Linked DNA regions of Mus musculus: all the other regions are linked to region 3. Evidence: chromatin contacts called from public Hi-C, HiChIP or PLAC-seq and capture Hi-C data. All regions are on one chromosome and are shown on one strand. The core of a region is the stretch at or near the end of the contact, and the rest is flanking DNA. Distances in the headings are between cores, read along the strand shown. Region 1 holds the start of Irgm1 (immunity-related GTPase family M member 1). Region 2 holds the start of Rufy1 (RUN and FYVE domain containing 1). Region 3 holds the start of Cnot6 (CCR4-NOT transcription complex, subunit 6). Region 4 holds the start of Ifi47 (interferon gamma inducible protein 47). Region 5 holds the start of Cby3 (chibby family member 3). Region 6 holds the start of Rack1 (receptor for activated C kinase 1).

Region 1 (3,225 bases), core at 433-2,932, 840 kb before region 3:
CATTAGCCAGGGTCTAGTTCTGTATTGGTTTTACTTAACTGAGTTCCACTCACCAGAGTAGAAGATGAGAGCAAACCATGCTTTCTCAGAACTATTTATGTAACTGTGACTGTAGATGGAGACTTCCCACCTGCCTGCACACCCGAGAGCACCCGGTGCTGGACCCTGGACCTGCCTGCACACCCGGGATGGTGCAGGTCACAGCTGCACGCAGGAGCCAGTAACTCTCAGGAGGGCTGCTGAAGTCCATACATTACAAGCAGACTGGGAAAGGGCATGGATAACTGTATGAAGCTGCAGGATCCTCCAGGAGCCACACAGGAATGTTGGTGTGGACAGCCTTGGGATACCGTGCCTCAGAACTCCAACCCAGTATTTACAAAGAGCCCTTAGAATTCTTTCTGGGATTCAAGTGACCCTCCACTTCCTTTTTTGAGGATCATGACCAGATTATACTCCTATTTCACCTCTCTGCACAGGGGCGAAGATCCCCAAAGAAGAATATAGATCCTTGTGGCTGTCAATCTGGGAAAGAGGATGAGACCCGTGAGGAAATGTCTTTCGAGTCTCGCAACCGACACAGAACGGAGAGCATGCTCGCACACACTTGCCCATAGCTGCATGAAAGGTAGCAGGGACCACACAATTCCCTCTGATATTTATTTATCTTTGGAAAGTGTGATAAACTTGCTCACGGTGAATGGGGACAGTACTGAACCCACATGCTCTGGGAAGATGGTATTTGAAAAGCTCCCATCTCATTAACTATAAACTTACAGACTAGTGAAGGAGGTGGTTCCTTAAACAGAGACACTTTCTCCAATGCAAATAAAACATTTTAATGGAGTCAGACAAAAAGGTCACTATGATACCTTATACTCAAAACCTACTCTGAGATTCCTATTCCATGGGTAGTCCAGATAAGAAACAAACCTCCCCCCCCCCCTATTTTTTTCATGTATCCTAGATATTGCCTGTGGTCCATTCTAATCCTGGGCGTTTATTTTGTGGAGCTATGAAGAGACGCTATCTTAAATTCCAAGAGAATATGGGTTGGCACGCTCTGCCCTCCTTCAAATTTAGCCAGCATTAGAAGAACCACAAGGCCAGAAATAAGGTGAGGTACGCATTTGCCTCCAGGCTGGTGGTTTAGATATATCTGAACAGCAAAGATACAGCAGGGCTGTGTGGTACTAGACAGTCAAAGTGAGGCTCTGCTGTGGACACTGCCTGAGCAAAAGAAACCAGACCCCAAGGTCACATGACCTGTTTTCACGGTTTTACCGTTCATATTATATTGGGGGATTCATATTAGATTGGGGGTGGCCAAGCTACATTTAAGAGACTTTTACTTACCTGATCCAGAGGAGTTATTATGTGTGATTCGATGTTAGTGGCCTTCCTGGAACGTCACCCCTTTCTTCCTAGGACAAAAACGTTGCTGTCCTCCGGCAGAAGTTCCCTATGTAGAGATCCAAAACTGGAATATAGACCCGGATGTTGAGAGATGAGATGCAGAGGTCTGGAGTCCTTCTGAGAGGAGACGAACCAAGAGGAGGTCTGATCGCGTGGATTTTCTTTCAGCTTCTGGTCTTCGAGCAGACCTTGCTTTTTGTCCTGCACTTTCTAGACCGGAGATATGCCTGCCTGGGCCCAGCGGGGGAGCGGGGGGGGGACGGACTCGAATTGAGAATCAGTTTCGGTTTCTATTTCTTGAAACAGGCTAGTTTTCAGGATTAGGCTGGGCGGGCTGCATAGTAGTCTTCAAAGAGGAGCAGAACCCTGCTGTGCTGACTCACCGTCAACAGGGGTCGGGATGAGGGATTGGAGGTGGTGGTGGAAGTGGAGGGTGGGGGCGTTGGGGTTGGAGTTGTGTCTGTTTAGGGACTTTAACAGCCAGCCCCGCGTCAGACCTTCCAGTGTCTGAACCTGCTACTTCTTTCCGTGGATACCACCTGTGGAGATGCTGGCCCTGGGCAATGCTAACCTCCAGACCCAGCAACCTCAGGCCACCCCGAGCTTGGAGGCTGCACTGAGACCTTGTTCTGTATGATCGTTTACCCCGTTTGCCGGCTCACTTGATTAATCACACCTCTCTATATAAAGGAGAATGTCAGAGCACCAGGGAGTCGAGAATCGGGTTCTTGTCCTCGTTAGTGTTTGAGAGGGAAGAGGGTATGAGCTGAGAGGGGACATACTTCATTTTCCTCAGATCTAGGAGGTAGATTATTAGAGAGTAAACGCAGGGGCTGGACGCTTTGACCATGGCATAGAAGCACTGACCCCTGTGTAACGTTTTCATGAAGAAAAACAGAATTTTTTTTTTTTAAAGCAACCGGCCACGGTCACAGTGACAGAGGGGGCAGCGAAGAGGAGCCAAGTAGCTTTCAGAGTGTCGGGCGGCTGTTATTCTCTCTGCTGCTCTTCTGTACCTACCGGTGAGTTCTTACTGCACAGCAAAGAGGGGCAGAGCTGAGCCTGTTCCATAGTCACTGCGAGAGGGAGACAGATTGGGCCAGGAGGAATGAGGCGGCTCCTCACACAGGCACTAACCAGTGTTCCAAACTCTACTTCTGCCCATTACAGGCTCAGTATTGCCCAGAGGTTTGGGCAATGTGATCCTCTGGTCACAAGGAGCCCTTTGTCACCCCTCCAAGTGACCAGTAATGTGATCCTCTACCGGCGCTGGTGGCTTTCTCTTTCTCCTTACCGGAAAAGACTGAGTTGCTGAGAAGAGGAACAAGTGTGAGCTGTTGTTTAATGAACTGGAGGCCTTGAGTGATAGCCAGGATCTGTCCTTGTTTGATTCCTCTAAGCCCTCAGCTTCTCCTCAAAGCCTGAGGAGAAAGCAGGCTAGTTTCAATGTCTGTCTTTGAGAGACTGGACAATCTGTATGTCCTGCTTTCTTTATGTGATTTCTATAAGAACAAACAGGAACAGGTCTGAGCACAGTACAGGAAGGCCAGGAAGAGAGTTTCTGGAACCTTCTGTCTCAGTGAGCCAGCATTTCAACTCAGCACTTTGTGTTTCCCCAGGGCCAGGGTCTCCCTTGAGCTCAGAGTTAGTTCTCTCAGGCTCTTGCTCCTGCGGAGGAACTGAGGCTGGGCACAGCAGGGTTTGTTATAACTGGGTGTCAGGTAAAGATTCCTCAGGGCAGGATGCTGTGTGTACACAGTCAATAATCAGAACACAGGCGGTCTGTCCTTAAAAATGTCACTGGCCGAG
Region 2 (3,468 bases), core at 798-3,297, 720 kb after region 3:
GCGTAGTAGAGGCAGAGAGAGGGAGAGAGTTGAGAAGTATAGGCCGGGCATGGCCATGAACACGTGGAGAGAGGGGGACGGGGAGGGGGAAGGGAAGAGCAAGAGAGAAGCAAGGGGGAAGCAAGAGTAAGAGGGAGGAGGGGGCAAGCAGCCCCTTTTATAGTGGGTCAGGCCTGCCTGGCTCTTGCTAGGTAACTGTGGGGGTGGAGTTTAGACAGAATGCTAACACCTGGGTCTTTTTGGACAGTGTGGCCAATTGGTTAGCTCCGGGCTTAGTGAGAGACCTTGTCTCAAAAATAAGGTGGGTTAAACAGTTGAGGAAAACAGCCAACTTCTGGTCTCCAAGTACACAAGCACATGTACAAACATATGTGAACCCATATACACACACAAATGAAAAGGTTATAAAAATAACCAAGATTGCCAGGCGGTGGTGGTGCACATCTTTAATTCTAGCATGAAGAAGGCAGAGGCAGGAGGATTTCTGAGTTCGAGTCCAGCCAGGTCTACAGAGTGAGTTCTAGGACAGCCAGGGATACTTAGAGAAACCCTGTCTCAAAACAAAAAACTAAAAACAAAACAAAAAAACCCCAAACAAAAACCAAGACCAAAACCGAAAAATCAAGGTTAATTCATTACCAAGGAAAGAAGCTTTTTTGTTGTTTTTGTTGTGATTTTGTTCTTTAAAATAAAATCTGGGTACTAAAGTCTATTGTATGCACGTGATGCCCCAGGCATTTACAGTCAACACTCACTTTACCTCAGCAACCTGAAGTCTGCATGGTCCATTCACAGTAAGTGACCAGGCCAAGTGAAACGTGGTTATTTATTTATTTGTCTGTTTATTTATTTAGAGGCAGGGGCTCACTGTGTACACCAGGTGGGTCTCAAACTCTCAGAGCTCCACAAGCCTTTACCTCCTAAGTGCGGGTCTTAAAGGCGAGCACCACAACGCCCTTGGCTATCCTTTATATTTTAATTTTAGATATGTTCAGAAACACCAATGGATTATAATTAGCGCAGTTCTGAGCACGTACATTAACATGTGCAGGAAGTATGCACCCGAATCACCAAGCCCAGCTATAAAAAACAAATAATAATTTACTTTTGTTCTTTATTGGTATGCTGAAATTCTAATCTAGATCATAACAGCTGAATTGGATTATTCAACGTAGCTGATTAATTTTTTTTTTAATCCCCGTTTTTATAGACTGGGAAACGCGAGTAGGACAGGTGATGGGAAGTCTTCGTCCCACGGGGGGTGGGGTTGGGGGTTAGTGGCGGGAGAATAAAGGGAACTAAAACCTCCTGACTCTGACTCGCTGCTCTCACCAACTTTGGAATACGCTGTCAACCTCAGCCGCAGGTGCAAACCGGCTGGCTGCCGAGATTGTTAACTGGGGACCAGCACCGGACTTCATTTGTCAAGTATGCAAAATACGAACACTGGTGATTTTCCGTCTAAGCCTCTAATGTAAACCTCCTATTTAAAGTCAATCCGTGATCACGACGCAGCTGCTCTGAGGTTCACAAAGACAAACAAGGTGGGAGGGGAGTCCCGGGCCGCAGTCACCCTGGCCCGGTGGGTGACACCAATTGCAGAGCCCCGTGCCGCGCCGCGCGGCACAGCTCCGCGGAGCAGCTCGTCCGGCCGGTCAGGTTTCCCCAGCCCGGGAGCAGCCCCGGCCCGCGGGACCCCGGCCTACCTGCGCGCTCCCCGCCGCCGCCGCCGTCTCCCAGCCCCGCGGCCGCGCGCAGCGCGCTGCCGCAGCTCGCCGACAGGTTCCCGGTGGCTCTGCGCGCCAGCGTCAGGATGGGCGCCGACCAGCTGTCGGCCACTCGAGGCCGCGACGCACTCCGCAGCTCGCCGGGACTCGGCAGCTGGCTCCGGTCCACGATCTCGAACGCTTCCCCGGACTCTAGGCCTGCTTGGGGCTCAGGCTCCGGCCCCGGCTCGGACTCCGGCTCCCGCTCCGGCTCCGGCTCCGAATCCTGCCCCGCCCGGCGGCATTCTCCGCGGGCGGCCATGTTGTTAGGTCACGTGACCCGCCGCTGCCCTGGACCGACGACCTTAAGCCGCTGCGGCCTTGCTCGCTCTCACCTGGGCTTGCTTTCCTTGTATAGCATTCGGGAAAGTACGATTCCTAACCGTAGGTGATTCCCAGCCCGGAGCACTTGGAAGTTACTTTTGGACTTTCTACTTCCCACCCCGGGAATGCGCCTTATTTTAACGTTTTGCGACACAACTTCCTCTTTTAAACTTTCATTTCACATGCCTTTTCCCCCTTTGAATCAAAATCTCACTGTTGGATTTTTATTTGTTGTTGTTATTGTTGTTTCTTTCCCCCACACAAGGGAGACATTAAAACAGGCCATGTAGCCAAGTGGTGGTGGGACAAGCATTTAATCCCAGCATCAGGGAGGCATAGGCAGGCAATATCGCTGAGGACAGCAGAGTCAACGGAGTGAGTTCCAGGACAGCCAGAGTTACACAGAGAAACCCTGTCTCAACAACGCAGTCCCCATCACCCCCAGTAGGCCACTTGGCAGGGGTGTGCTTAACTACTTTTTTCTGGGGTGTGTGTGTGTGTGTGCGCGCGCGCGTGCGCGCGCGCGCGGCATGGCAGTTCTGGGAATTGTACTTCGTATCTCATACATGCTAATCAAGACCTCTACCACTGAGCTTCACCCAACCCCCAACACACATAACCAACAGGACCGTTGAATTTGTGATCCTCCTGTCTCCATCTCCCAAGTGCTTCTGACCCCACACCATGCTAGGCAGGCACTCTACTAGCAGAACTAGCAGAGCTATGTTCCCAGTCAGAATTTCAGTCTGTAGCTCCGGCTGGCCTAGAACTCAGTAATAGAGCACTGGCCTTGAACTGGTGATCCCCCTGCCTCTGTCAAGTGAGTATGGGGATTTTATGTGTGCCTTACCATGCCAACTCATGTCTAATATTTTCGACTTCATATTTTTCGGCAGCTTTCTTCAGAACAGGCTGTAAAAGGGCTGCCAAAGAAATTAGGACAGATGAGTCAGAGGTGTGTGTGTGGTGGTGGGGCTTTTTCTTTCAAATCAAATGAATCTGAATGACAGCCTAGCAGGCAAGGTCAGCAGTGGTGGTCTGGAAATGAGCTCTGTATTCTGCTATTAATTAAGTTGATAGGAATTGAACCAACCTCATTCCTAAGTGATAAGGAAACGCAGCACACAACGTACCTTGTGATTATTGTCTCTGCTTTCCAACTCTGGCTTGGATAAGTCACCCTACAGATATGTGGTTATTCAGCCTATTTTCTTACTAGGGATAGAAGGGAATTTGGCAAGATGGAGATGCGAATGTCATGAGAATGTAACAATTTGCAAAAAAGAATTTAACAGTTTGGACCATGTCAAACCACAGAACTCTTAGTGTTTAAAATTATTACAGTGTTGTTGCAGGCCAGGTGTGGTGGCACACACTT
Region 3 (3,506 bases), core at 241-2,740:
ACTAGACCACTGGCTCCACGTAATTTTAATTCTAAAATGTATTCTTCAAAGCGCCAACTTCAAAAGACTGGCAGCAATTACAAAAAGCAAAATACGCCTTCACAATCTTTTGACCAGCCTACAGAACGGTTGCGGGATGGTGAAAATTTCTAGTGTGGGAAAGACAGTGCTATTACACACCGAATTGTTTTTTCATTTATTCTCCAAAGTTAAAATTCCAAGCAGAGGCAGAGAAGAATTTAGACCTAGTAGTCAATCAGGCAATCTACCTGTAAAACAGGTTTACCTGTACTCAAATTCTAGCAGATTATTTAAACACAGTAACAAGATGGCCTGTGCACAATGTTGTCACTTGCAGAAACAGTTAAAAGTAAAGAATTACAGTTGCTTATGAGCAGTCTCTGAAGACCGTTGTCAGGGTAGAAAGAGTCAAGGCGGGGGGGGGGGGGGGGGGGAAGGGGGGGTCACCAAAGTAAATAACCACTGTCTTTGAAACTAGGTTAAACTAGGGAAATTTTCTTCCAGAAATTAGTACTTGAGTCCTGAGTCCAATAATCTCTTCAGCTGATAATCACTTCTTTGGCCACGTAATCCGCCCCGCCCCTACCAATATCTGCGTTAAACGGACTTTAAAATACTTTAGGAGAAAAAGGGTGAGCATTAAGTCAATCCACGGAGTGCCAAGTTCCACGCCGCACAGTGCACACCCCCCCCCCCCCAGCACAGCCACTTCTCCAAAGTTGCCACCGGTTTGTCCCTAGTCCCGGCACCCCAGCTCCTCTCTTGAGGTGCGTGACCGGCCGGAGGCGGGGGTCCGAGAAGCCAGGGTTCACGCCACCGCCCTCTGTACGCCACCGCACTGCCGTCAATCAACACTCCCACCCCCCACCCCCAACCCAGGCCGAGCCCCGGGACTCCGCGCGGGGGGCGCGGCCAGGGGACCGACGGGATGGCGATCGCTGTGTGTGAAGGAGGGGGACGGACAGACGTCACTCCGAGAACTCCTAAGTTGTGCGCGAGTGCGCGCTCGGGGTCCCCGCCGGGGCGCGACCCCTGGGGGGGGATGGGGGAGCGCAGGCAGCAGAGCCTCGGCGGGACGTCGCTCGGGCCCGTCGCGCTCACCTCTCGAGCTGCGCCGCCTTCCTCCGCCGCTGCCGCCGCCTCCTCCCGATGAGTGCAGCGGGGTCTGCCCTGTGGAACCACCATACCAGTCCCGCCCGCTGCTGCAGCGCCTCCGCCGCCGCTCTTTGTTCCCCCTCCTCGGCCGCCGCTCCTCAGCCGCCCGCCTCGGCCGCCCCGGACCCCACGAGCCGCCGCTACGCTCTGCCGCCCTCTCGGACCCCGGCCTCGCCCTCCTCGCCGCGCCGGCCGCCGCCTTCGCCTCCGCGCCGTCGACGCCGCCGCCACCGACGCCGACGCCTCCTCTTCCGCGCCCCCCTCGTTTTCATTGAAAGCAAACAAGCATCATGGCGGCGGCCGCCGTCCCCCTCCCACCCCAGCCAGCGAACGCCCCGCTCACCGCCGCCTCTCCAACATCCCGGCTTCTCATTGGCTGACGCTGCTGGGCGCGACTATCCCGCGTCGTGCGGGGGTGGACTCTTGGCAGCCCGACGCTTTAGCCCCGTCCGCGTTCCCCCCGGTCTCGGAGCAGTGAGCCGGCCCGGCGCGCTCCTGCCCGCCCTCCCAGCCTCTCTTCCCGCTCTCTCTGCGCCTTTCCTTCTCCGCGCCTTCTGTCTCCTCCTCTCCTAAAGCTGTTTCTCCGCGGTTTAGTTGCTCTTTTTCTTTCTCGTCCACTTTTATCTCCACTTTACCCTTGATTTTTTTTTCCTCCTCTTGATTCATTTTGCTTTTTCCTTGGCCTGTCAATCACTTGGGAGCACAGATTAAATTCTCAGACGTTTAACCCTATCCAGTGTCTTGATCTTCCGAGAAAGAAAACTTACACTCTTCAATAGTCAACTAATTGTTCCTGCCCTAACTATGCAGGAAAAAAATAATTAATAGGCAGGGTTTGTTTGTTTTTTAAATTATGGGGTCCTAATTTAAGTAACGAACTATAGCTGCATTCGAGGGCTAACATAGTCTACTCAGGACATGTGGTTTCAGGTAAACCGGAAAAGGAATGGGCTGATTAATGATACTTACATCAGGAAAAAGTACTTGGCTGGTATTCAGGACACAGGGATTAATCAAGCTCCACCTTGTCGAGTCAGCGTCATGGTGTACGGGCAAGAGTAACGCCCAACAGGCTTCAAATACACTGGCGATATAGACTGACAGGAATTGTGTGAAGGAAAATAGCTACCCCGACCTCCGTGGCAGATCAGCCCAGAACTGAGCGTGAAATGGCTTCCAGGAACTAACAAGAAAAAAAAAAATGCCTCTCAAGGAAGCCCATCTTTCGTTCCAGGATGTGGGACTTGCATGGCTGTTGCCTAAGGCAGAAGAGAACTAGGCGAGCAAAGCAGCGAGGGACAAAAGCCTTTCCAAGAACCAGATGTTCTGTTCAAGGCAGTTTGTGTTTGCCTGGCCCCAGCATTGCCTTGAGATCATCATTGCCTGCTATTTGCCAGGATAGCAGTGTCAGTCTAAGCTTCTAGTGCCATGAGACGCTGGAAAAGTTAAGGCAATGGAGACACCCATCATACACGAGGAAATGACAGGCGCAGACGAGCTACCTGAAGATACTCTTAAGCCCTGACCTACTCAGGCTGTTCAGTGCCTATTTCACACAAAGGGTACAACTAGGCGGAGGGGCCAGGGGTGTAGACATCCTGCTGGCCTGTTCCCTTTCCAGTGCTGTGCCCTGGGAACCTGTGCTCCAGCCTAGAGAAGAGGGTTTCTTTGTGTAATTCATCTTCCCAAGGGCAGCTGCACTTTTTGACAGTGACTGTATGCCTCCAGAGGAGCCTAGTTGTGTAACAAAAACCTTAGCCTCATTAAGCAACAACTCCATTATAATCCTGGAATCAGATGCTTAGGTAGACAGTTCTACTCGTCCCACTTGTGTCCTTTCATGCCAGTGCCTCACAGAGGTGGAAGAATGTTGGATATCTGGCACCTCTGTGTCCCTTAATAACGCTCTTCCATCGATGGTGAGAGTGCTTCCTTATGGCTTTGTGGACCGTCTCCTCCATCTGGAGGTCATTCTGACCCACAATCAGGGCAGCTCAGGAATCTAAAGAGGAGGGAGCAGAAGCCCTCAAGTCTTCGAAAGCATCCCTCTTTGTCTGTATTCCATCCACCAAGCAAGCACAAGCCCGGTGTGGATTTGAGAGAGGAGGCAAGCCAGGGAGCAGTTGTACGCGCACGGCCTGATGGACTTACTCAGCGCCATTGAGATAGACTCGCCCTGCAAAGACTGGGGTCCCCAGGAATGCATGGTATTGTTCAAACTGATTACAGTGACAAAAACGTAATGAAGGCTGCCTGATCAAGCCAATCCTGACAGACTCAACTGCCAAGGAACCAGAATGCTTTATTATAGAAGGTTCGTGTTTTTTCTA
Region 4 (3,474 bases), core at 190-2,689, 630 kb before region 3:
TTCAGACTTCCAGCTCATTCACCCTTCTCTTGTCCCACTGTACCGTGGGAGCCCCATGATGCTGAGGAATGCTCTCATAGTGATAAAGAGAGATGGTGCCCTTTCTCCCCTTTTCATACCTCAGAGTATCTTCATGGTGAATCTGTGACACATTGCCATATAATTGAGTCACGGCTTCAGTTATCTGGAAGCCAGGCACTATACCTCAAGATTTCAATGTTCAGAACTAAATTTTGGCTCTCATATAGAAACCAAGAAAGAGATGTACTTGGTTCTCATACAAGAATCCACTAAGCATGTGAACGTCTGTGTACAGAAGGAGACAGAGTCACTGTGTGCCTTCAGATAATCAAAAATCGGACCCATAGACCATGGACGGTATCAACCTCCCACTCTCTGCACTCACCCAGCCATTCAAATGGAGAATAAACTCAAATCACACAGAGCTGGAAAAAAAAGACACCATTTTAATTAACAGGAGCATGTAATCTGTTCTTCATATCTGATTACATGTGTTAAAATTACGCAGAAACTCCGGGCGTGGTGGTACATGCCTTTAATCCCAGCACTCGGGAAGCAGAGGCAGGAAGATTTCTGAGTTCGAGGCCAGCCTGGTCTACAAAGTAAGTTCCAGGACAGCCAGGGCTATACAGAGAAACCCTGTCTCAAAAATACAAAACAACAACAACAACAACAAAAACCAAACCAAAACAAAACAAAACAAAAAATTATGCAGAAACACTGTCAATATAACCCAAACCATCCATGTTCAGAGACAGACTTCACCAAGGACAGAACATGTCAGCAACAGCTTCTTTTCCCAACATGGCAGCAAATGTCTTTCCTCCATGGTGATAAACGTTAAAACCAACAAAACCTGTGAGGGATTATCTCATTGCATCAAATGATGTTTTTGGAAAACCTGTCTTCACTTTGTGCCAGACTACGCTCTCATGAGGGAATCCTGAGGTAGATAAAATGAGAAAGGAAACTAGGAAGACTCCATTACTCTCTTTCCTGAGTTGTCTTGGTGGCTCTGGATCCTGTGAGACCCCAGGTTCATGGGTGCCTTGGGGCTGAAATGAGGTTAGTCAGCCACAGTGTTCCTGAGAAGGACAAGGAGGCAGACGCATGGCACAGTCCTTCCCGATGGGCAGTGTGTTTCAGTCATTCACTGGCGTCTTTGGAAAACCCCTCATCTCTTTCATCCTTGTCCCCAGGAATCCTTTGGCTTCAGAGAACTCATTCCCCTGATGTCTTGGCCGAGTGACCCTTCACAGGCCAAGTGGAAATGTCTTCCTGGCCTTGAATCTTCCAGGCTTCTTTCATTCTCTGACCAAGTTAAAGTCCTTTTCTTTTTCCTGGAAATGTTTATGCTGCAGGGGAAACAAAGAAAGAGCTTTAGTTTCACTTTTGTTTCCTGCAAATATATCTTTCATTTTTTTCTCTCTGCTAGGGCTCATTGCTTCAGACTTTCCTGAAGGAGGGCAGACCCGTGCCGTTGGTGGTGGCTGTGCTGTGGGCTGCAGTGAGAAACAGACCCGGTATTTTCTACTTCTTGGATCTGGTGAGTGCGAAAAGCCTTTGCACCTGGTGTGACCTAGGTTTTGGCTTTGTGGGAAGAGGGCAGAGCTGGCTTGGATAGGCAGCAGGTCATGTCACCGGTCTATCACAGATAGGAGTCATGGGTCTGGAACTGCCTTTTGGTGCCAGTTGTTCTGTGAGAGTTCTGAGTAAGTTTGGACTGAGCAGAGTCTTTATGGGTGACTCTCATAGGAAACGTACCATGCTCACTGTAATGTGGCCGGATCTCACCACCAGAGAGTATGGCATAACCCTGCCAGCTTTGCTTTCTTTTCTTTCCTTTCCTTTCCTTCCCTTCCTTTCCTTTCCTTTCGTTCCCTTCCCTTCCCTTCCCTTCCCTTCCCTTCCCTTCCCTTCCCTTCCCTTCCCTTCCCTTCCCTTCCCTTCCCTTCCCTTCCCTTCTCTCTTTTCTTTTCTCTTTCTTTCTTTCTTTCTTTCTTTCTTTCTTTCTTTCTTTCTTTCTTTCTTTCTTTCTCTCCTTCCTTCCTTCCTTCCTTCCTTCCTTCCTTCCTTCCTTCCTTTCTTTCTCTCTCTTTCCTTCCTTCCTTCCTTCCTTCCTTCCTTCCTTCCTTCCTTCCTCCCTCCCCTCCCTTTTTAAAAAGTCTCATCTGTATTTACTTTTTTTTTTTTCTAGATAGGGTCCAGCTGTGGGCCTAGGGTAAATGTGGCTTTTATTTCCTCTCAGGAAAAGAAGTTAAAGGGTGGTTTTCTCAGTTACCCCAACCTAAGGAAAGGTGGGTGTGCACCGGAGGCTAGGGCTAGAATTGCTGGATCATTCTGACAGACTCCTCTGTGTCCACTTGCTGGCACTCGATGCAGGGAGGGTATGGGTGAGAGTCATTCCCCTGCAGTAGCAGCTCGGTTATCAACAGAGGCACAAGGTGGTATGTGCTGGTGTTCACAAAATGGAAGGCAGAGCACGTGCCCTGAGTGAAGAGCAGGACTGGGTGGCCGATCCACACCCAGTGTCTGCCTGGTACAAGGCCTGACTGCTGTGGCTCTTTTCCCAAGGGCCCAAGGGGCCCCAGAAACATCACTGCGTCCTATGGTCCCTTAAATGTCCATCTCAAACTTCACCGCCTGCCCGCTTATCTTCCGGGCTGCTGTGCAGGTGGTGGCTCTGGCTGGCTTGCATGGGAGGCTCACCGCTGGTAGGGCTAGTGACCCAGAAATGGCTGGCAGGTCCTTTGGGGGTGTTTTGGCAACAGGTGAGTTCTGACACTCCATCAGGAATTTCCAGTCATAGATGATTTGGGTTGTGTGTGTGCCGCTGGGGGTGGTGCTGTAGTGCCTGGGCGGGAGCTGCACGCCTCATCGAGGGCTACGTGGTGAGTGGGGGTTGCCCAGCTGGGAGTCTGGCTGCAGCTGCTGCCCGCTGATACGTCTCCTGCACACCGCCCACGACCCTCCAGCAATCCCGCCCAGCCCGTCTCGCCCTGTATTTACCTTTTAAACAGAATGTGATCGGGCACTATTATTTCCATTCACAATCCTTGCTGAGTTACAAGACCTAGGGAAACTTAGGGTTTTGTTCTGGGTACTTTGGAAAACAAGCCACTTGGGGAATTCCTCTGTCAAGTTGTTTTAACTTGTGTTTACTTCTAAGACTGGTACATGCAAAGCCATCTTAATGTGGTCTACTAAGGAATCCAGCTCAAAAGTTAAACACTTCAGACCACAAACATAATTAACAAAAATCTAAGTAATGTTTCATCATGGACACACGAGTAAAGCTGATTTGCTGAGGTCTAAGGATGTCCATCCTGCTCCATAAGAGACAGCACGTTAACCTCCATCCTCACACTTACAGAACATACTTGAGAGAAAGCGTGGCTGGTTTCTTTTAAGATGCTGAAAGATCTCTATTTGTTCTAATGTTCACCATACACA
Region 5 (3,328 bases), core at 493-2,992, 650 kb after region 3:
GGTGGTGGGCTACAAGGGAGGTTAAAGCATTTAAGAACCACCATTAAGGGCCGGCGAGATGGCTCAGAGGGTAAGAGCACTGATTGCTCTTCCAAAGGTCCTGAGTTCAATTCCCAGCAACCGCATGGTGGCTCACAACCATCTGTAATGGGATCTGACACTCTCTTCTGGTGTGTCTGAAGTCAGTTACAGTGTACTTATGTATAGTAATTAATCTTTAAAAAAATCATTAAAAGTAGGATTTGAAAAAAATTAAAAAGTTACTGGAAGAGTATACAAATATCATGCAGGAAGCCCTGGGCTCAATCTGCCCCCAAAAGTTTCCATTGCTACACTCTGGACTAAGGTTGCACTAAAATTCCTGGAGGGCAATCTACATGTGTTCTAGAGCAATACCAGATTCCTTATGCTCACCTCCCATCCACCCCATTGCCAAGAATGTTGGCTTAAGGTACTGTGTGCCACAGCCTATAGGCTGGAGCTGCTCAGGAGACTAAGATGGGAGGAGGATCACTTAGGCCTAGGAGATTTGAGCCAGCTTAGGCTAACAAAGTGAGATCAGGTCTCCAAAAACCCAAGTAAGGGGCCTGAGATGGCTCAGTGAGGGAGGGGCCTGCTGCACAAGCCTGAGACCCTGAGTGCAGAACCCCAGTTCTCATGGGATTGAGTGAGTGTGGCAGCCTGCATCTCTAACCCCAGTGCTGACACGGGACACTGACACACACAATCTGCAGGGTACAGCAATGTCTGTCTGGAACTTAAGGGAGAGACAGAATGAGTAAGATCCCTCTGCCCTATCTTCATTAATACAACACATGACTTTCATAGCTGGCCAGAAGTCGAGTGGTACCCAACTCCCACCTTGTTCACAGAGTGCATCTCTGGGAGCTCTCTCTCACCTTTGATGTCACTACAACTCCAAGAAGACACTTCCCTGGCAAAGGTGGGGGTAGAAGATCCCTACAGCTTTTTGGCCAGCTGGCCTTTTGACTCTGCTAACTCCAGGTTCAGTGAGACTCTGACTCAAAAAATAGGGTGGAAGACCAGGCAGGTTGGTGCACTTTTGATCTCAGCACTCTAAGGCAGAGCAAGTGGATCTCTGTGAGTCTGAGGCCAGCCTGGTCTACAGAGCTAGTTCCAGGATAGCCAGGACTCCATAAAGATACCCTGCCTTTATGTTTATAATAAGTAAACAAACAAGTAAGGTGAAGAGTGATCAAGAAGATACTGGAGGTTAGCTTTTGGCCAGAGGTCACACTACCCATACTCCCACCTTCCACATAGAAGCCAGAAACATATGATTATAATCCGGCTGGAAGGCTAAGGCAGGAAGCAGGCAGATCCCTTTGTTGTTGTTTTGTTTTGTTTTTCCAGATAGGGTTTCTCTGTGTAGCCCTGGCAGCCTTGAACCAGGCTGGCCTCGAACTCTTGAAACCCACCTGCTGCCACTGACTGGCTCAGGAGGATTCTTACTAGCCTGGGCTACAGGGTAACCTGGGCTATCCTGTCTCAAAAGGACCTAAATCAAAACAAAGATTTAAACAAAATGAGGGGTGCGATTTTATGATTGAACGTCTTCCCTCCCCCAGAACAGTGCCTGGAGCACAGTCAATGCTCCGGAAACTTCCCGTAACTGAACACACTTCACTGTCTACACCACCTCTACCCTAGGAGGCCTGGCAGGGAGGCATTGTGAGTCACAGCTGGCAGACAGGTGGGTGCCATAACCCAGAAATGGGGCCAGGCCTGGGACAGCAGCTTGGGCACCGCCACCACATCTTCCAGGTGAGGAACAACTCACAAGGAATGTCAGGAAACAGTCTACTGGGGAAGTTGTAACCTCAAAGATGGATGTGTAGGGACTTCCAGAGACTCGCTCCATGAGTTAAATCAGGGGGTGGGGGAGAACACCTGTCTCTGCCCACCTGCACAATTCTGTTGGGTTTAATGAAGGTGTGGCAAAGGAAACCCGACAGCAGTTTTCACTCCTGCCCTCGATGGCAGGAGAGGTATTTGAAAAACCACACTGTAGAATCAGCACTTTATAGGTGTTGTGAGAAGAGTTAGGAAGCAAGTAAGATGGGTTCTGGTAGTTATCTGGGCTTTAGATTCCTATCAGTAGTTGGCTAGGAACAAAAGTTAACTCTAGTGTGCAGCATTCTAGTTACTTGAAAGCTAAGTATGGGTCTAGGCTAAGGCACCTACCTGTCTGTCCTATGATGTCATTGATTACACTGGATGTTAATACACGCCTTTCCAGCTGGACCAGGAACATCTTGAGGATAGACAAAGGCTGTGCTTGTGGTATCCTCTGTGCAGGCCAGACCTGGCATGGAGCAGGTGCCAGTGCTAGAATGTGCTAGACATCTCACCAGACAGATGCTCTGCCGAGTTCACACTAACCCTGACTTTGCAGCCATCAGCAGCCTCCCTTAAAGAATGACAACCACAATGTTCAATTTCCCTGTACTGTACCGAAAAATGCCCTCTGGCTCACCTTTCTAGCCTACGTTTCTGCTATTCTCGGAACCAATCCTATTTGTCGGCTCTTTCATGCATCTGGAACATGACAGCCCTTTGCCTCACAGCTGTCAGCAAGAAAAGGCCTGTCCTACTTGCTTGGCTACTGATCTCTACTTGTGGCCCCCTACCTGTGGTCTCTTCCAGCATTTCAGAGAACGTGGTTTCTGGGCCTTTACATTATCTCTTTTTTTGTTTGTTTTTCGAGATAGGGTTTCTCTGTGTAGCCCTAGCTGTCCTGGAACTCACTTTGTAGACCAGGCTGGCCTCGAACTCAGAAATCCACCTGCTTCTGCCTCCCAAGTGCTGGGATTAAAGGCATGTGCCATCACTGCCCAGCCCTACATTATCTCTTACACACCTACATCCTAGATAAAGGGTCCCGGGGAGGTAATTTTGGTGAACACGGCTGGTGTGACTATGCAGGAATGGGCTCCCCTACTAGCCTACAACTGCAGAGTCTAGCCTGAGCAGGCCGCTCACAGGCCATTTGCTTTCCAGCAGTGCCACTGGCTCGCCTTCACCATTCCAGAACATCAGGGTTCCAGACACCCGCGCGCCCCGCGTGGCCCACACCACCTTCACCCTGGAGGCCTTTGAGTGCCTGGCGGCGAGCCAAGCGGGCCGCCTGTGGAAACAGGTGAGGCAATTCTGGGTCGACCACTTCTCGCGCCGCTTCTCGCCGCGGAGGCCACCGCTGCGCCATATCTCATCCATGTCCACCTTCTATCTGCTGGACCACCGCACGCGACAGGCCGAACTGGGGCTCAACTACGGCGAGCCGCGCACCCGACTGAGCGACGAGGCC
Region 6 (3,673 bases), core at 833-3,332, 910 kb before region 3:
GCAAACTCTGGCAACTCTCACTGCTCGGCCTACGGATCCCAGCCAAAAGCCTTTGCAATGGAACTATTCCCCAGATACCCACAAGATATTGTGCTTTCACATCTGCCTATGGCTTCCCTCCAAACTTAACCTCACTGTCTTACCCCACCATGATAAGACGTAAACTACAAACAAAACAAAATGGCCATCCGGCTTCTTTCTTCCTTCGGTTCTTATCTGTGACCTAAGCTGGCTTGCCTGGAATTTACTAAATAGACTAGGTCAGCCGTGACATCAGTGATCTTCCTACTTCTGCCTCCTGAACACTCGGATCCCAAACCTCTGACACCATGCTTAGTCTCCTATATTCCTTTATTCTCCGCACTACCATATTTTATAAGTACTAATTTCAATCTCTTATCACAGATAAGAAACTAAACTCAGCTGGATGATGGTGGTGCATGTCTTTAGTCCCAGCGCTTGGGAGACAGAGGCAGGTGAACTCGGACTTCAGGGCCATCCTGGTCTAGAGGGCAAGTTCCAGAGCAGCTAAGGCTACACATTGTCTGGAAAAACAAAACACATAAGAAGAGGAGGAGGAGAAGTTAAATTCCATGCAATTTACGAATAGAAAAAAACAAGCCAGCATGGTCTACAGAGAGCCAGGGATACAAAGAGAAACACTGTCTCCAAAACAAAACAAAACCAAAAAAAAGAAAAAAAAAGAAAGAAAAACAAATACTTATACCTAGGGCTTGGTGTTTTAGGGCTATAATCTTAGTTACTTGGCAGGCTGAGGAAGGGAGATCATAAATTTAAGGCCAATTTGAGCTATGCACATCCTGAATCAAAACGAAACAAGGTTGAATGTGGTGATGAATTCCATCATCGAGGCCAGCCTGGTCTACAGAGTGAGTTTCAGGACAGCCAGGACTACACAGAGAAACCCTGTCTCGAAAAACAAAAAACAAACAAAAAAACGAACAAAAACTAAACAAGGCTGGGAGTTGGGTGGATTTAACTCTGTAAGGCACTCTTCCTAGCATGTGGGAGTTCAACCCATAGCACTAAAATAAATAATTAAATGTATCCTTTAGTTCACATAGACATTAGTGGTTGCTTACCTTCCTGACCTGTGTGTGCTCCTTAAAAAAAAAAAAAAAAAAAAAAAAAAAAAAAAAAAAGTGAAGCTGAACAAATCGGCTGTAGCCAAACACACATGGCAGGAGAGAAAATTCCTGACTTCAGCCAGTGCTCTGTGGCAATCACAAGCGCACTCACACACAAATACTTTAAAACATACAGTTAAAACTTTTTAAGGCCAGATCTGTGACATTTGGAAACACTACAAAATTTGAACACGTGTTGAGGTCATCGGGTTGCCAGGCTATCCGTGTTCCTCTGCTTCCCCGTCCGGGAACACTTCTTTCAGGGCAGCACAAGACAGACCAGCAGGCTTTTCTGGGGAATGATCAGAGGCACAGAAAGGGCTTCCAACAGAATCCCCAGAAATCTGAACCCAGCACTTCCTCCTTTATAGCCTCGCCGGGCGGCGGCTCGGTTTATAATTCCAGTACTTGGGAGACAGAAGCAGGTCGGTAGTTCAAAACCATCCTTGGCAACACAACCAGTTTAAGACTAGCCTTCGCTACATGAAATTTTGCCATAAAACAAACAAACAGGCCAGATTTGCTGGCACACGCCTCTAATTGCGACTTTAATTGTACTTCCGTAAGTCAAAGTTGGAGCCGGGGTCTCCAACCAAGGAACTGAACAGAAGCGGAAAGGGCGGAGCCGCGTCTCTGCCACGTAAGGGCGGAGAGGCCACTGTAGTTTGCTTGTGTGCCCTCAGCCCCACTTCTGCTTCCACGGCATGCTTTAATCTCCCGAGAAGCCTTTCTAAAACCCTGGCGCATCTGGCTTCAGAATGCATTTGTACAGCGCTGCCAAACTAGGTTGCGTGGCAGAAGAAACGACGATACTTGAGACCTACTCTCCCAGTTCCTCCCACTTCTCAGTGCAGCTATCTTTGAGCAGCAGTGAATCATGGGAATCCCCGCCTTGCTCTCCGAGTATTTCCGGTTCCGGCGGAGGCCGCTCTTTCTTTTTCTCCACAGGGTCGTGGTGGCAGCCGCTGTGGTGCTTGGCTCTCTGAGCTATCCGGTGCCATCCTTGTCGCTGCGGCGACCCTCGCATCAACTGCAGCCATGACCGAGCAGATGACCCTTCGCGGGACCCTTAAGGGCCACAATGGATGGGTAACACAGATCGCCACCACACCGCAGTTCCCGGACATGATCCTGTCTGCGTCTCGAGGTACGGGCTGCATGCCGGGTAAATCACCCGGTGTCCTGGGGACTGCATGAGAGTCTCGTGGTTAAGCAAGTGGCGCGCGTGTTGGCTCGGTTCATTCCCCAACCCAGTTGTTAGTTGGGGCGTGCATACCCCAACTTGGGCCCCAACCGGGACGACCCTTTACACATGAACGGAAACCGAGACACGTCGCGCAACTGTACTCACACCCCACCTCCCAAAGTTGGCGATTTTAAATCTCTCGCTTGCTTCCTGGAGATGTGTTTAAGTAGTTTTACGGGGCTACAAGACGGGCGGAGCAATGATGACCCCAACATGCCATCTGAGTGGCTTTGCTGAAATCCAGAGGCTGTTTCTGAGCTGTTGTCGCCTGGCCCTAAACTATAGACAGTGGGTAAACTTTGTAGATGCCTTGTTCCCCACATTTCCGGACTTGATTGTCCCGCCCTAGGTTTTCTTGTAACTAATGATTTTTTTTCTTTAATGATGTATCTTCATGTGTATTTCCTCCCTACCCACCCCAAAATTATGCTCATTTTCTCTCCTACCTAATACTAGGCTTATTATTGTCCGTTTCTGTGTAAGTTGGTTCGTGGCTAGGATTGTGTCTGATGCTACAATAACGGCTGCATTTATTTCAGTAACTCTCAGGCGGGAAAGGCTGTCTCTGCTCAGCCTACATACACCCAAGTGGTGCTTCTGCTGTTAATTAGTCTCGGGCCCGGACGATGACTAAGGTTAGGGTTAGTTTCCCAGACCCTGCATGGTAGCTTGCAGTCATCTGAAACTAGTTCCAGGAGACCTGACACGCACTTCTGAACACCATAGACACAGGTAGCACACATATGTATGTAGGGAGCCACTTTAAATAAAATACATTTTGAATGTGGAACTTAAGTCTCAATCCCAGGAAGTGTGGTGCCCATAGTCTCACATTACAGCTGAGATCTACAGCTCTTGATATTGTAGAGTAGTAAGCCTCTTTTATTTATAACTTGAAGTTTCTCTGTCCCGTTTACTGGCCCCAGTGACTTTAAGACTGTAAATGGTGCACAGTAAGTAGGCTTATACCAACCTTTACCAACCCTTTTAGACAAGACCATCATCATGTGGAAGCTGACCAGAGATGAGACCAACTATGGCATACCACAGCGTGCTCTGAGAGGTCACTCCCACTTCGTTAGTGATGTTGTTATCTCCTCTGATGGTCAGTTTGCCCTCTCGGGCTCCTGGGACGGAACGCTGCGCCTCTGGGATCTCACAACGCAAGTAGCTGCTTTGGAATCTTGGGGGGAAAGTGGGCAGAACTGAGGTAGATTCGCCGGGGTGCAGTCTCCCCTTGGTAATTGGTCCTTTTGTAGAGGGTAAAGCAACATTTGGG

Evidence for each region. Hi-C and Micro-C count contacts between places; a contact is called where the count stands out from the background. HiChIP or PLAC-seq counts read pairs in DNA pulled down with a chosen protein or histone mark. Capture Hi-C pulls out chosen DNA fragments and counts their contacts.
Region 1: a contact with region 3 is called in a FOXA1 HiChIP or PLAC-seq map of pancreatic cancer cells. The contact joins the promoter of Irgm1 here to the promoter of Cnot6 in region 3. A contact is called at or near these places in 2 of 39 promoter capture datasets (erythroid cells and hippocampal neurons), 3 of 484 Hi-C or Micro-C datasets (CD4 T cells, muscle stem cells and rod photoreceptor) and 2 of 115 datasets of contacts at active chromatin or transcription factors (memory CD8 T cells and pancreatic cancer cells).
Region 2: a capture Hi-C map of macrophages shows a contact between it and region 3, with 2.6 times the contacts expected there. The contact joins the promoter of Rufy1 here to the promoter of Cnot6 in region 3. A contact is called at or near these places in 5 of 39 promoter capture datasets (erythroid cells, hematopoietic stem and progenitor cells, liver and 2 more), 4 of 484 Hi-C or Micro-C datasets (CD4 T cells, the MNK3 cell line, muscle stem cells and 1 more), 2 of 115 datasets of contacts at active chromatin or transcription factors (large pre-B cells and pancreatic cancer cells) and 3 of 9 other capture datasets (adipose tissue, liver and macrophages).
Region 4: a contact with region 3 is called in a Hi-C map of CD4 T cells, with 3 times the contacts expected there. The contact joins the promoter of Ifi47 here to the promoter of Cnot6 in region 3. A contact is called at or near these places in 1 of 484 Hi-C or Micro-C datasets (CD4 T cells) and 2 of 115 datasets of contacts at active chromatin or transcription factors (memory CD8 T cells and pancreatic cancer cells).
Region 5: an H3K4me3 HiChIP or PLAC-seq map of pro-B cells shows a contact between it and region 3, with 4 times the contacts expected there. The contact joins the promoter of Cby3 here to the promoter of Cnot6 in region 3. A contact is called at or near these places in 1 of 39 promoter capture datasets (hematopoietic stem and progenitor cells), 2 of 484 Hi-C or Micro-C datasets (embryonic stem cells and group 2 innate lymphoid cells) and 2 of 115 datasets of contacts at active chromatin or transcription factors (large pre-B cells and pro-B cells).
Region 6: a contact with region 3 is called in an H3K27ac HiChIP or PLAC-seq map of microglia, with 6 times the contacts expected there. The contact joins the promoter of Rack1 here to the promoter of Cnot6 in region 3. A contact is called at or near these places in 13 of 39 promoter capture datasets (the 3T3-L1 cell line, the C10 cell line, the HPC-7 cell line and 10 more), 2 of 484 Hi-C or Micro-C datasets (the HPC-7 cell line and uterus), 5 of 115 datasets of contacts at active chromatin or transcription factors (astrocytes, bone marrow-derived macrophages, extraembryonic endoderm stem cells and 2 more) and 1 of 9 other capture datasets (adipose tissue).

The regions. Positions count from the first base shown.
Region 1 is chr11:48,869,738-48,872,962 of GRCm38.p6, forward strand. It overlaps Irgm1 (immunity-related GTPase family M member 1), which reads right to left and starts at 1,683. Exons shown (of 3, transcript NM_008326.2): 1 at 1,357-1,683.
Region 2 is chr11:50,429,078-50,432,545 of GRCm38.p6, forward strand. Rufy1 (RUN and FYVE domain containing 1) reads right to left here and starts at 2,048. Exons shown (of 18, transcript NM_172557.3): 1 at 1,707-2,048. The coding sequence starts at 2,028.
Region 3 is chr11:49,711,232-49,714,737 of GRCm38.p6, forward strand. It overlaps Cnot6 (CCR4-NOT transcription complex, subunit 6), which reads right to left and starts at 1,491. Exons shown (of 12, transcript NM_212484.2): 1 at 1,123-1,491. It overlaps Gm36411 (a long non-coding RNA gene), which reads left to right and starts at 2,241. Exons shown (of 4, transcript XR_879826.3): 1 at 2,241-3,490.
Region 4 is chr11:49,085,578-49,089,051 of GRCm38.p6, forward strand. Ifi47 (interferon gamma inducible protein 47) reads left to right here and starts at 1,440. Exons shown (of 2, transcript NM_008330.2): 1 at 1,440-1,567. It also overlaps the pseudogene Gm12188.
Region 5 is chr11:50,356,019-50,359,346 of GRCm38.p6, forward strand. It overlaps Cby3 (chibby family member 3), which reads left to right and starts at 1,743. Exons shown (of 2, transcript NM_029691.1): 1 at 1,743-1,785; 2 at 3,022-3,328. The coding sequence starts at 3,236. Mir804 (microRNA 804) reads right to left here and starts at 1,861; the gene lies at 1,767-1,861.
Region 6 is chr11:48,798,278-48,801,950 of GRCm38.p6, forward strand. It overlaps Rack1 (receptor for activated C kinase 1), which reads left to right and starts at 2,083. Exons shown (of 8, transcript NM_008143.3): 1 at 2,083-2,295; 2 at 3,386-3,557. The coding sequence starts at 2,187. It overlaps Gm36109 (predicted gene, 36109), which reads right to left and starts at 1,126. Exons shown (of 2, transcript NR_166852.1): 1 at 1,104-1,126. It overlaps LOC115485831 (a small nucleolar RNA gene), which reads left to right and starts at 2,588; the gene lies at 2,588-2,655.